2 separate regions of the Sander lucioperca genome follow, and region 1 is linked to region 2. A link is a contact called in public Hi-C data. All regions are on one chromosome and are shown on one strand. The core of a region is the stretch at or near the end of the contact, and the rest is flanking DNA. Distances in the headings are between cores, read along the strand shown.

The links. Hi-C and Micro-C count contacts between places; a contact is called where the count stands out from the background.
Region 1: a contact with region 2 is called in a Hi-C map of liver, with 3 times the contacts expected there. The contact joins the promoter of ralgapa2 here to the promoter of nkx2.2a in region 2. A contact is called at or near these places in 2 of 2 Hi-C or Micro-C datasets (liver and muscle).

What each region holds. Positions count from the first base shown.
Region 1 is chr18:16,755,239-16,760,789 of SLUC_FBN_1.2, reverse strand. ralgapa2 (ral GTPase-activating protein subunit alpha-2) reads right to left here and starts at 1,932. Exons shown (of 41, transcript XM_035994939.1): 1 at 1,649-1,932. The coding sequence starts at 1,754.
Region 2 is chr18:16,603,857-16,609,348 of SLUC_FBN_1.2, reverse strand. It overlaps nkx2.2a (homeobox protein Nkx-2.2a), which reads right to left and starts at 3,789. Exons shown (of 3, transcript XM_035994902.1): 1 at 3,243-3,789; 2 at 2,248-2,580. The coding sequence starts at 3,507.

The sequences.
Region 1 (5,551 bases), core at 683-3,182, 150 kb before region 2:
ATCACTGGGAAGTTGTGCCCGAAAGTGCCTAATTTTCCATCATCTGGACGATATTAATGTGGTTCACAGTTCTCATGTCTTGATGAATTTAAGTTAAATTTGATCAAAATCAGTCACAGCAAGATATCTTAAAAAGGTTCAGGAATCAAGTTATATTACTTTTTTTAAATACTGTAAACCATGGCATTTTGGCAAATATCAAAACATATCAATAGAGAGACAAAGCAGTAATAATGATCAGAATATCAACTTCACCTATACTACTTTATTGTGTAATGACGAGTTGATTAGATTACATATTAAACTGCAATGGTTAGAGACCTTCATCCTTACCAGAGACAAACTCTACGGGTACAGAGCATAAGTGACCTACTTTGACTGAAATTCAGTAGAGAAAGAACATCATACAGTATGTTGCACTTATAATGAATCCAATGCAGTTTTCCTCCATAGCTCACAATTCCCTCCTGACAGCTTTCTTCCTCTCCACACTTTCCTAAAGTATTCACTGACCCCGTTTTATGTGCAGTCCCCAGTAGTATGAAGGTCATCTTGGTTGTAACAGAATGAATACTCAGGTGATATGCAATGAAAAACGTATATCTGCATACCTACCATACACCTGAAGTTACACTATAAAAAAAAAAAAAAAAACCTTGCTGTATTGTTTAGATGTGTTTTTGAGACACGCAGACTTAGCAAAACAGAATGGACATAAACTATTTAACTTGCATGCCCTTTGCCTTCAACTTAAGCTACATGTTTTGCAAAGTGGATTTGGACTATTTAGCCATCGTGATTGTTGATCAATGAATGAAACCATAAGAGTGGATTGGAAATAGGTTCCATTATATGTAATACAAAACTCTGATGTACAGCACAAGTCAGGCTTCTACAGTACAGAGCAATTCCTTCGATTATCATAGTGAAGGAAGACAGGGCTGGAACAACAGGTACACAACAGTTTTATGACGGTCATAAATACTGCACTTCCTTGTCTAATGAAAGAAACAAAAGGACTTCACCTGTTTACTTTCGTAACGTTTACATTTTTCATAATTTTCAAATCAAATATCTCTAGAAGGATAGAATAACTTGATAGCAGCTCACAATGCAACCAGCTAGAGGAAAGCTATATTATCACTTCAACCTATTAAGTATTAAAACTGTGGCTTGTTTGTAATGTGTCGAGACAGAGAGTTGCAATTACTGGGTTTTTAAAACAGCCAGGGTGACACAGGGCTAAAAGACAACAAAGGTTGTGGTAACGTTAGACAACTGCTTCTTTACGACTGATGCCCTGACAAGGCAGCATCGGTTAGCATTGGCTGGCTAGTTAGCCGCAAGGGGAGCTAGCTCATTTTAGCTAGCATCCATGCCTTTTCACAGTGCGACTTGTCTGATATTAGTACGTAAAAAAAAATCAATAAAAACGTGTGGTGGATGGCAAACACTTCAAATAGCAAAGGTGGTTTTTAGAGGGAATTTTTAGTACCGGTCAGTTAGCTTGCATTTGTCAGCGCAGTGACAGTCAGCCAGCTAACCTGACGCCTTGTCTGACGTTAGCTGTCGGCTGGTGCCAGCTAGCTAGCTCGGCTAGCTAAGCCTCGGCGATGCAGCATCAAAAGCCTGGTGACATTTAACTCACCTAACAGTGACCGGAGGTGTTTGAGCCGGGTCAGTACATCCTTCTTTGGGTCCAGAACTTTCTGTGTAGATTTCTTGACGTCTCCATGCCCCCTTCGAGTGAACATTCCGCTGTAAAATGCAACCGTGGAAGCTGAAATCACCTGTGTTTCACCATACACCAAGCCTCCAATGTGACTGTCACTTTCCTCACCACCACTCTATGTCTGCTCGGTAAACATTCGTCTGACGGCCACTAGTGTCCTGTTTTTTTGTGTGTGTGTAAACACGGAAGCTCAGCCTGACAGAGAGGAGTGGTCACATTATATGAATACGCCTCCTTGTTTATAACCGTTTCACCTTGCACTTCCAGTTGGTTTTAATACATTTTCATTGCAAATACAATTTTCTGTTTTCATGCATTTTAATGACTCATTTCAACTTTCAATTTACTTTACTTAGGCCTACATATTTTTGAGTTTAAGCCCAAGTAGTTTAAGGCCAAGCTATGCATCGTGACAACAGGGGGTTTGTCTCGTTCAAGTCCCACACTTTTGCATCTTGAAACAAGAGAGAAAGACAAGCTTACTTTCTTGTAGTAAACTTTAGGTTGAAGACTAGCACTTATCTTCAGGGACTTATTGATTTTACCTTCGCTCCTACGATAGAGGTTTTATAAATGGAGGCTGGGGTCTAGTTGTTGCAAAAGCTCATAAACGCCCTCTGGTGTTTAAAATAGTTAAACACAATTCACCGGGAACAACAATATACTGTATAACTTATACAGTCTATGGTATAAATGCATGGAAAGGAGAAGAAAGAGTTGTAAAGTTGGATCTCTTTAATGGAAATAGCCAACATGTTTTAGATTAGATTGTGTGTATGTTTGGGATAACTCTGCAACTAAATAGTATATTCTTAATGCCTATTTTAATCTGCAATTATTTTCTTGATTATTTTTTGATATAGCCTAAAATATCAGGAAAAAATGTAAAAATGCCCATCAGAATTTCCCAAAGCCTAAGTTGTCATATCTAAACTGCTTGTTTTGTCTGACCAACAGTCAAAAAAATAAATATCTTTAGAACCAGTGACTTTGGGGCATTTTTTGTGCTTAAAAAATTATCATTAGGCCTATTAAAGTAAGTAAATTATAGCAGTAGTCAATTATTAATTTTCTGTCAATTCACTTATTGTTTAATTAACTAAACATTTACAATCTAGACTTTTTCACCTTCTCCAAGGTCTTCAAGAAAAGGTAAATTATAATGCATGTTTTAACACACTTCAAGAGTAGAACAGTGTTGTATTTAAATGTATGCACTGCAGCAAGGACACATTTAGCATAGGCCACATGTCTGATATTGAAAAGAAACTGGATAACCACAGTGTAGTGGCTTCAATGTTTGTGATTAATACATTATCTGCTTTTCATTCACACCTGGCCAGGTGAGGAGACAGCTGGAGAGGCTTCACCAGCGCAAGGCTGCCGGGCCGGACAGCATCAGCCCCAGGGTCCTGAAGACCTGCGCCAGTCACCTGTCTGGTGTTCTCCGGTATCTCTTCAACCTGAGCCTGAGCCTGCAGAGGGTGCCGCTGCTGTGGAAGACGTCCTGCCTTGTCCCAGTCCCCAAGAAGTCGACTCCATCTGGCCTCAAGGACTACCGCCCCAGTTGCTCTCACATCCCATGTGATGAAGGTGCTGGAGAGGCTGGTCTTGGCCTACCTGAGGCCACAGGTGAGATCTTCTGGCGGCACTGTGAGAATCACATTTTTTGATTTCTCCAGTGCATTCAAAACCATCCAGCCACTACTAGGTGAGAAGCTGCAGATGATGGGTGTCGGTGCATCTACAGGCTCACCACAGTTTGTCCATCTGGACCGTGTTTTGTCTGGTGTGGTGGTGAGTGGTACGGGGGCTCCACAGGGGACTGTGCTGTCTCCCTTTCTGTTCACCTTATACACCACAGACTTCCAGTACAACTCAGAGTCATGTCACCTACAGAAGTTCTCTGATGATTCTGCAGTTGTTGGGTGTATAAGGGATGGACAGGAGGGAGAGTACAGAACACTGGTGGACAACTTTGTAGAGTGGACTGGTAAGAATCACCTGCTGCTGAACATGGATAAGACCAGAGAGATGGTGATTGACTTCAGGAGGAAGGGAACGTCTCCGCAGCCCCTGTGCATTCTGGGTGGAGATGTGGACATGGTTGGGGAGTACAGATACTTGGGTGTCAACATCGACAACAGGCTGAACTGGAAAATCAACAGCACTGCTGTTTACAAGAAGGGGATGAGCAGACTCTATTTCCTGAGGAAGCTGAGTTCATTCAACATGTGCAGCAGAATGTTGGAGATGTTCTACCAGTCTGTTGTGGCCAGCGCTCTGTTCTCCTCCGCCATCTGCTGGGGCAGCAGCATCGGAGCCAGCGAAACAAACAGACTGAACAAACTGATGAGGAAGGCTGGCTCCGTTATTGGCTGCAAACAGGAGACATTTGAAGCTGTGGTGGAGAGGAGGTCACTGAACAAACTGTTATCTATCATGGATAACCCCGACCACCCTCTCCACCCCACAATGGTCCAACAGAGGAGCACCTTCTCTAAGAGGCTCCGACAGCTTCGTTGTTGCACGGACCGCTACAAGAAATCATTCCTACTACAGGCAATAAAACTTTTTAACACCTCATCACTGGGTGCTAGATAAGACTCTTAGACATCACATCTGCACTAAATGCAACTTGCACAATAGGTTTATCTACATCTTTATCATTATGAGTTAAGCAGTTGTAGGCTACATTTTGTATTCCCAACTTGTATTTATTTTAAATATTTGTTCTTGTATTCTATCCTATTATTATTTCATGCATATTGTATGTATGTATGTATATTGTATCCTATTATTTCATGTATATTGTATCCTAGTATTTTATGTATTCTGTGCTGTGTGACTGATATTTTGCTGCTGTAACACTGTAATTTCCCATTTTTGGGATCAATAAATATCTATCCATCTATCTATCTATTTATCATTACAAATAAAAATGTGTGCAATTTTATTCGTAGACTAGACAGTTTTCACTGCAGACATATGGACTTGTCATAGCATGATAAGCACAGGTGAATTTAATAACATTAACGATGGCTACATTCCATTTGAGGGTTTCAGTTCCAGGGCTCTGGTATTGTGCATGTAGGTACATGTTGACTCTAAATGAGACAGTCATCGTAAATGTTATTGATTACACAGTTTGATTGATTATTACAGTGCTTTTCCTGCTATTAGAAGTGTAAATAGGGCAAATGTGTCTGTTGTAAAAAAGGTCTATTAAGGTGTAGGTGTTTTTTTCTGAAACAAGTTAATGCACATCAATGCATATGCCTTCACTGTATCTTACTGTATTTAACTGCAACTCAAAAATATTTTTTAGGTCACTTTATAGACAAAGCCTGTATTAAAAATACTGTGTCTCCCTACTAATATCCATAACCAATTGTTACAATGCAGTTATGAATGAACCAAGGAACCTACTGTAAGTTCCAGATGAAAGACACCTGTATTTTTTTATATTCACGCTATGGTGAAACTTACAAAGAGAAAAATGGTATAACAGCTTCACTGCTCATTCAAGTCGCTGCCACTTGACACTTTTTGAAGAATTAATATCAGAATACAAGGGATTTTTCTTAAAAATAGCAGAGCTCTCCTGCAGTTAAAGTATACTCATGGTTATGCTAAACTGAACAGAGTTCAGTGTGCTAATGACTTTAATGGATTTTTAAAATAATTTGTTCTACATGTTTGTGCAGACAGCAAATTCCATCTTGGAAATGAAAAAAAGTGTTTATGTTCTGAGATGAATCTTAAGTTTGAAGAAAATTGGATGAATCCGTTAATCAACTCCAACAAACCGACATTCCG
Region 2 (5,492 bases), core at 2,540-5,039:
GGCTTTTGTCTCTACTGTTGTGTCGTGTACTGTATTATGCAATGATAGAGTCACCAAACTGTCTCATCACAGAGGCAAAATCTGGAGGCAAAGAGCCACACAAAGGTCTACATTTTTCTATGAGGTTTTAAATATTAGTCTTCAATCCCATTTGTTCCTTTTTTTTTTTTTTTTTTTTTTTTTTAAGAAGCCAGAATATCAACCACAACAATCCAATCACAGCCAGTCCTTCATCACCACCTCTGGCAATATACTTCATAATTCCCATATCATATCGTATTTCTCCTCATACTTCATATTGCTATAGGCGATGATTGGCACGATATAAGCAACACGTAATTTCTTGTTTATCCACAAATACATAAAAAACGAAAAAATATAAGCAAACTGCTGATTTATTTGACCTACACGCTCAACCAGTGTTGAAACACAAAACCTCTCTGTCCGGGACAAATTGAGTCTGCGTCGCCCACAAAAGCAGTAGCCCCTTGAGACTCAATTCTGTAAATAATTAGCAAATCTGCCCAATTTGGCTGTTTGTTCAGTGATGATAGGGGCGACTCTAACATCTGTTGTGGGATTTTTGTCCCGGGACAAACATGATGCATAGATTTTTCTACTAGGTTATCATATTTACCCAAGATATTGACTGGATCTGATAATCCGCAGTGCGCTACGGGTCACTGGGGAGCCATTTGTGCTTGTTTTGGTTTCACTTTAAAGAAGATGGTGACTATTAGAGTAAAGTATAGTTGAACGTGGAATGTCATTGCTAACACGTTATATGATCATATGAAAAGTAACTTTATTAGGCGGTTAAAGCCCCTCTAAGCCGTGCGTATTTTAGTTGACCGTTGGCCGTGGTTAAACAAAGAAGACTGGTGACTCATTGATTATTCCTGCTCTATTTGCAGTTTAGCGCTTAACAAGATAACAAAACATTTATTGCATTAAAACGATTTTCCCCCCACAGTCTGCCACTTTACGCCCAAGGCCGGGAGTGGGAATGCTGACAAAAAGGAGAGCTTTTGACTCAAAGGCTTCTTATGTGAAGAAGCCCTCTTATACTAAGTGAGTGGATTTTAGTCCCATTTCACAAGTGACTTTAGGCTCTTTATTAGTGAGGTGTTCGGATTGGGAAAAAATATTCTCCGGATTAAATTTGCCTAAAAAGAAAGAACTGAAGTGCGCTAGAGATTTATTCCCAGAGTCAAGCTCCATTCTGTCCCACAATATAGTGTTTAGCTCCTCGCCTTTCATTGTGATGTTTAGATGTCTTTTCAGAGATGATCAAATCGAATATGGACACTTATATAAACCAAACCCTCTTTTCAAAAACACAGCATTTTATTTTAAAATCCTTATAAAAAATGTGGGATATTTAGCCAACATCGCGCGGCTACACTGTTATTTACATATGTGTAGTCACAACGTTTTGCCAAAAATCACTCCCCCGTTGTTTTTAAAATGTGTAAATATATAGAGGCCAATCTTCAGCTTCAAGCTCCCTAAAGCTCTCTAGGTTGCAAACATTTGCCACAAAATATTTACAGGAAATAAAAACAAAAGGAAAATAGCTGCAAAGTTGCCAGTGTTTATTCATGGCCATAAATATTTTTTCGGTCCATAAAAGAAGCAAGAAATTAAAATTTCTATAATTATAAAGTGGTTCGTACGTGCTGATAATAACACGAAGGGACAAAAGAAAAAAAAAAGAGAAAAACATCTCTACAACCAACACACAACATACTTTACAAAAAAATTCACAAGAAGAGCATTGACATTCTCAATAAAATCTATAAGGGAGAGGTTCGGACCCAGTTCTCTTAACGAAAACATGTAAACACGGCGCACACATGAGCCCCGAATAAAAATGGTAGTATATATATATGAGTCAAGCTGCAAAAATGAAAAGTCTTTTGTTTTTTGCGTTTTATTTTTTTTCTTTGCTTTGTGGTGAAACTCCCTACCGTGCCTCCAAGCCAAGTCTCTATAATTTCTCTCACCAAGTCCACTGTTGCGTTTGCACCAAGTGATGTGCTGGGAACTGTGGCGTGGCCGCGGCGCTGTACTGCGCGTTATACTGCATGTGTTGGAGTGACTGGGCACTATAAGCCGAGAAGGGGATCCCGGCCTGAAAAGTGGCCGCCAAGTCCTGAGCTTTAAGAGTGTGACAAGGCTTTCCATCCCTGACTAAGACGGGCACGGCCACCCGCCTGGGAGAAGGGAGATGGGTCACTTCCATACCTTTCTCGGCCCGGGCTCTCTTCATCTTATACCGGTGGTTCTGGAACCAGATCTTCACCTGGGTCGGGGTGAGGCGAATCAGGCTGGCCAGGTGCTCCCTCTCCGGGGCGGACAGGTACCTCTGCTGCCTGAAGCGACGCTCCAGCTCGTAGGTTTGCGCCTTGGAAAACAACACCCTCCTTTTCCGTTTCTTGCCGGAGTCGCTGCCGCCGCTGCTGGAAGTTTCCTTGTCGTTGTCCGGCGATTCATCGTCCGCAGACGGCTCCGGGGACTTGGCCGAGTCCTGAGAGCTGGCGGATAGACCGTGCACTGCGGCAAGAAACGGGAGAAACACTGTCAAAATGTTATGTTGTAAAGTTCCCAGAGACATTTATCATAAGCACAAGCCATCTATTCAGCAATCAAAACTTTGGGTGCATTGGCAAATAATGGTGCTGCTGCGTAACAAGAAAAATAACCTGATCGAGCACTTGTCAAAACAGGATTACACAGATAACATTTTTTAAGACATAAAAATGGCTAAATAATAAAACACCGGGACATTTTGGCTAATTTGAACTCGTTAGTGTAATTCTTAAAGTGGAAAAATCTTCAGCCCAAATCTCCACAAGCAGAACGAGTCAGTGAAGCATTAAAAGATGCATTGTCTGCCTGTAAATCCCCACATAATGCAGTCTTATATTTCACACCGTGCTTATACTCCGAATAACTTACAACCTCCTTGTTTTTCCACGGTGCTTTATCGATCACATTCTTACAATGCAAAGTGCGTTGAGCCTAAACACTGCATGCATTTGTTGAGCTGTAAACGCCTCAAAACGAGCGCAGCAGTGCACGGTGCATAAAAATGAATGCTGCACGCCACCCAGGGGCATCGTTCGGATGGAATAGGAGTCTGCATGCCATCAATTATGGCTTAATGTAACCGCATAGCTTATAAATATCACAGAAGTCATTATCAACAAGATCAAGAAGGGTTCTTAGACTCTACTTACATGAATATTGAATACTGTCCGTAGTAGCAAGCCATCGTGTGTAAGGATTGTCACTACTGTCATAAAAGGGGTTCTTTAAAGGCAGATTAGGAACGTTTTCTAGAGGACTTTGCACCAAAACTCCAGTGTTTTTTGTCGTGGACGTGGTCTCCGATCCCTCCGTGTCTTCCTCCGCTCCGGTGATAGATCCTTCTTCGTCATTTGTGTCAGGAAGGTCCAAAATGTCCTTTACAGAAAAGCCCGTCTTTGTGTTGGTCAACGACATATTCTGGTGGGGGGAAATATGCAGGGAAAAGTTGCTGCACCAGCTTTTCGGACAATCCGCTGTTTAGGAAGAAAAAAGCAGAGGCGATGTTTCAGGAAAAATAGGACGAGTAAGAGTCGCTCTACGCTGAAGTACAGTCAAAGCAGCCACTGTGGATAACCATTACCTAAGCAAGTAGCAGTGGATTCAGTGTCTGTAAGTCCAGGAAGAATGCCAAAGTGGCTGAAGTGCTATATGTGGCTCATGGATACTGTGCTACTGCTGGATGCTAGAGGGAAATAAGCCATTACCTTGTCCGATCAGTCCATATAAGGTTGGTCTCAACACATGAACCTGCAGTGTAAAAGCATTAAAACACGCGAAAGGTTGGCCACGTGTGGGCGGGTCTTAGGAGTCAAGTGGATGAAGACAGTGTTTGCAGATGTGAAATTGTGGGTTTTGGGGAGATCCGAGCCTCTACCATTGGTGCTTCAGAGCATGATGAGTGGTATAACGTGTCAATTAATTACAAAGACTGGGAGGGCCTTTTTTACACCATATTTACATACAAAGAACCTCCAAGTAGCTTCATACTCACAATACTTAAAAATCCCGTTTAAACAAATTGCTCCCACTGAAGCTTTTGCCTTTTACTTTCCTCAACAATATATTCATACATAAAAAAAACTGCATTTTGGGGTATTTTTTATTTTTTTTTAGCGATGGGAACCACGAGGATGAGCGGCTATTGTTCAAATATTCGGGGATAATTTATGTAAACCTTTTGTGTCAATATTTTTGCCAGGGCTTAAGGACAAGAGGCTGTGTTGAAACTGAAGCAGGACTGTTTGTTTGAAAGCGCTAAGCAAGTATTTAAGACTGTAGGCCTATCCAAATGGGACACTGATAATGAAGACTATAAAGCCAACAATAACAATACCTGTAATGATTATACCTTTAATAAAAATAACAGAAATAATATTATTAATAATGATAAAATAATAATAATAATGATAATGGTGATAACCTATATAGCATAAAAAAGCAATAGGCCTACATCAGTGTTTTCTCAGTTTATGTATACATATTTCTGCATACTTTATAATGCAATTACACTATTACAAATTTAAAAATCGTTTGCATTTTCCCTCAATTAATCTCCTCAGCTTCATCCTGGCAGCGCATCCTAATATTTGTTTTCTGCGTGTGTAGAGCCCCCTCTAAAGTGCTCCATCTTGCTTTTTCTGTGGAAATCCGAGTACCATTGTTGGTTACTTTATTTTCCTCCCCTTCAAGACTTTCCCTTTCGTTCTCCTCCCTCTGCCTCCTATCCAGTATGTGATGTGGGTGACAATGTTTCACGTTTTTTAGCAAGTCCTCTGCGCATCCTGGGTGGTCGGACCCGGGCAAACACAAATACAAACCGATTGCTAAGCTGCAGACAATGGGGGAAATGTAGACAAATGTCCGGCTCCTGTTGGAAGCTTTTGTCCGGTCGCAGTTTTTGCATTTATTTCAGGGGCGAAATAATAGATGATTGACGCCCCGTGCACAATGCTTTCTAACTGTTTGGAATAAATCTGAGGTTGTTCCTAGTTGTCATGGCATTCAACTGCTTTAAATGGACTATCTCTTCATTCAATTCCTGGATCCTTCCACAATGTTAGGAAAAGTCCTTCATCTCAGCACACACACACACACACACACACACACACACACACACACACACACACACACACACACACACACACACACACACACACACACACACACACACACAGTCTGTCTCCATGAAGGAAAGCCAGGAATTATTGTGTCTTTTAGTTTCTTGTAGTTCCACAGATTGTTGAATTGAAATTAAATTAAATTGATTGAATTGACACTTTCTAAATTATTTTATGATTATTATGATTATTATGATATCGTTTTTTCCCATAGTAGTATAATCGTATTATTGTGCAATACAATGTAATATTGAACATAATTACCTAAACTGCCATTGCATC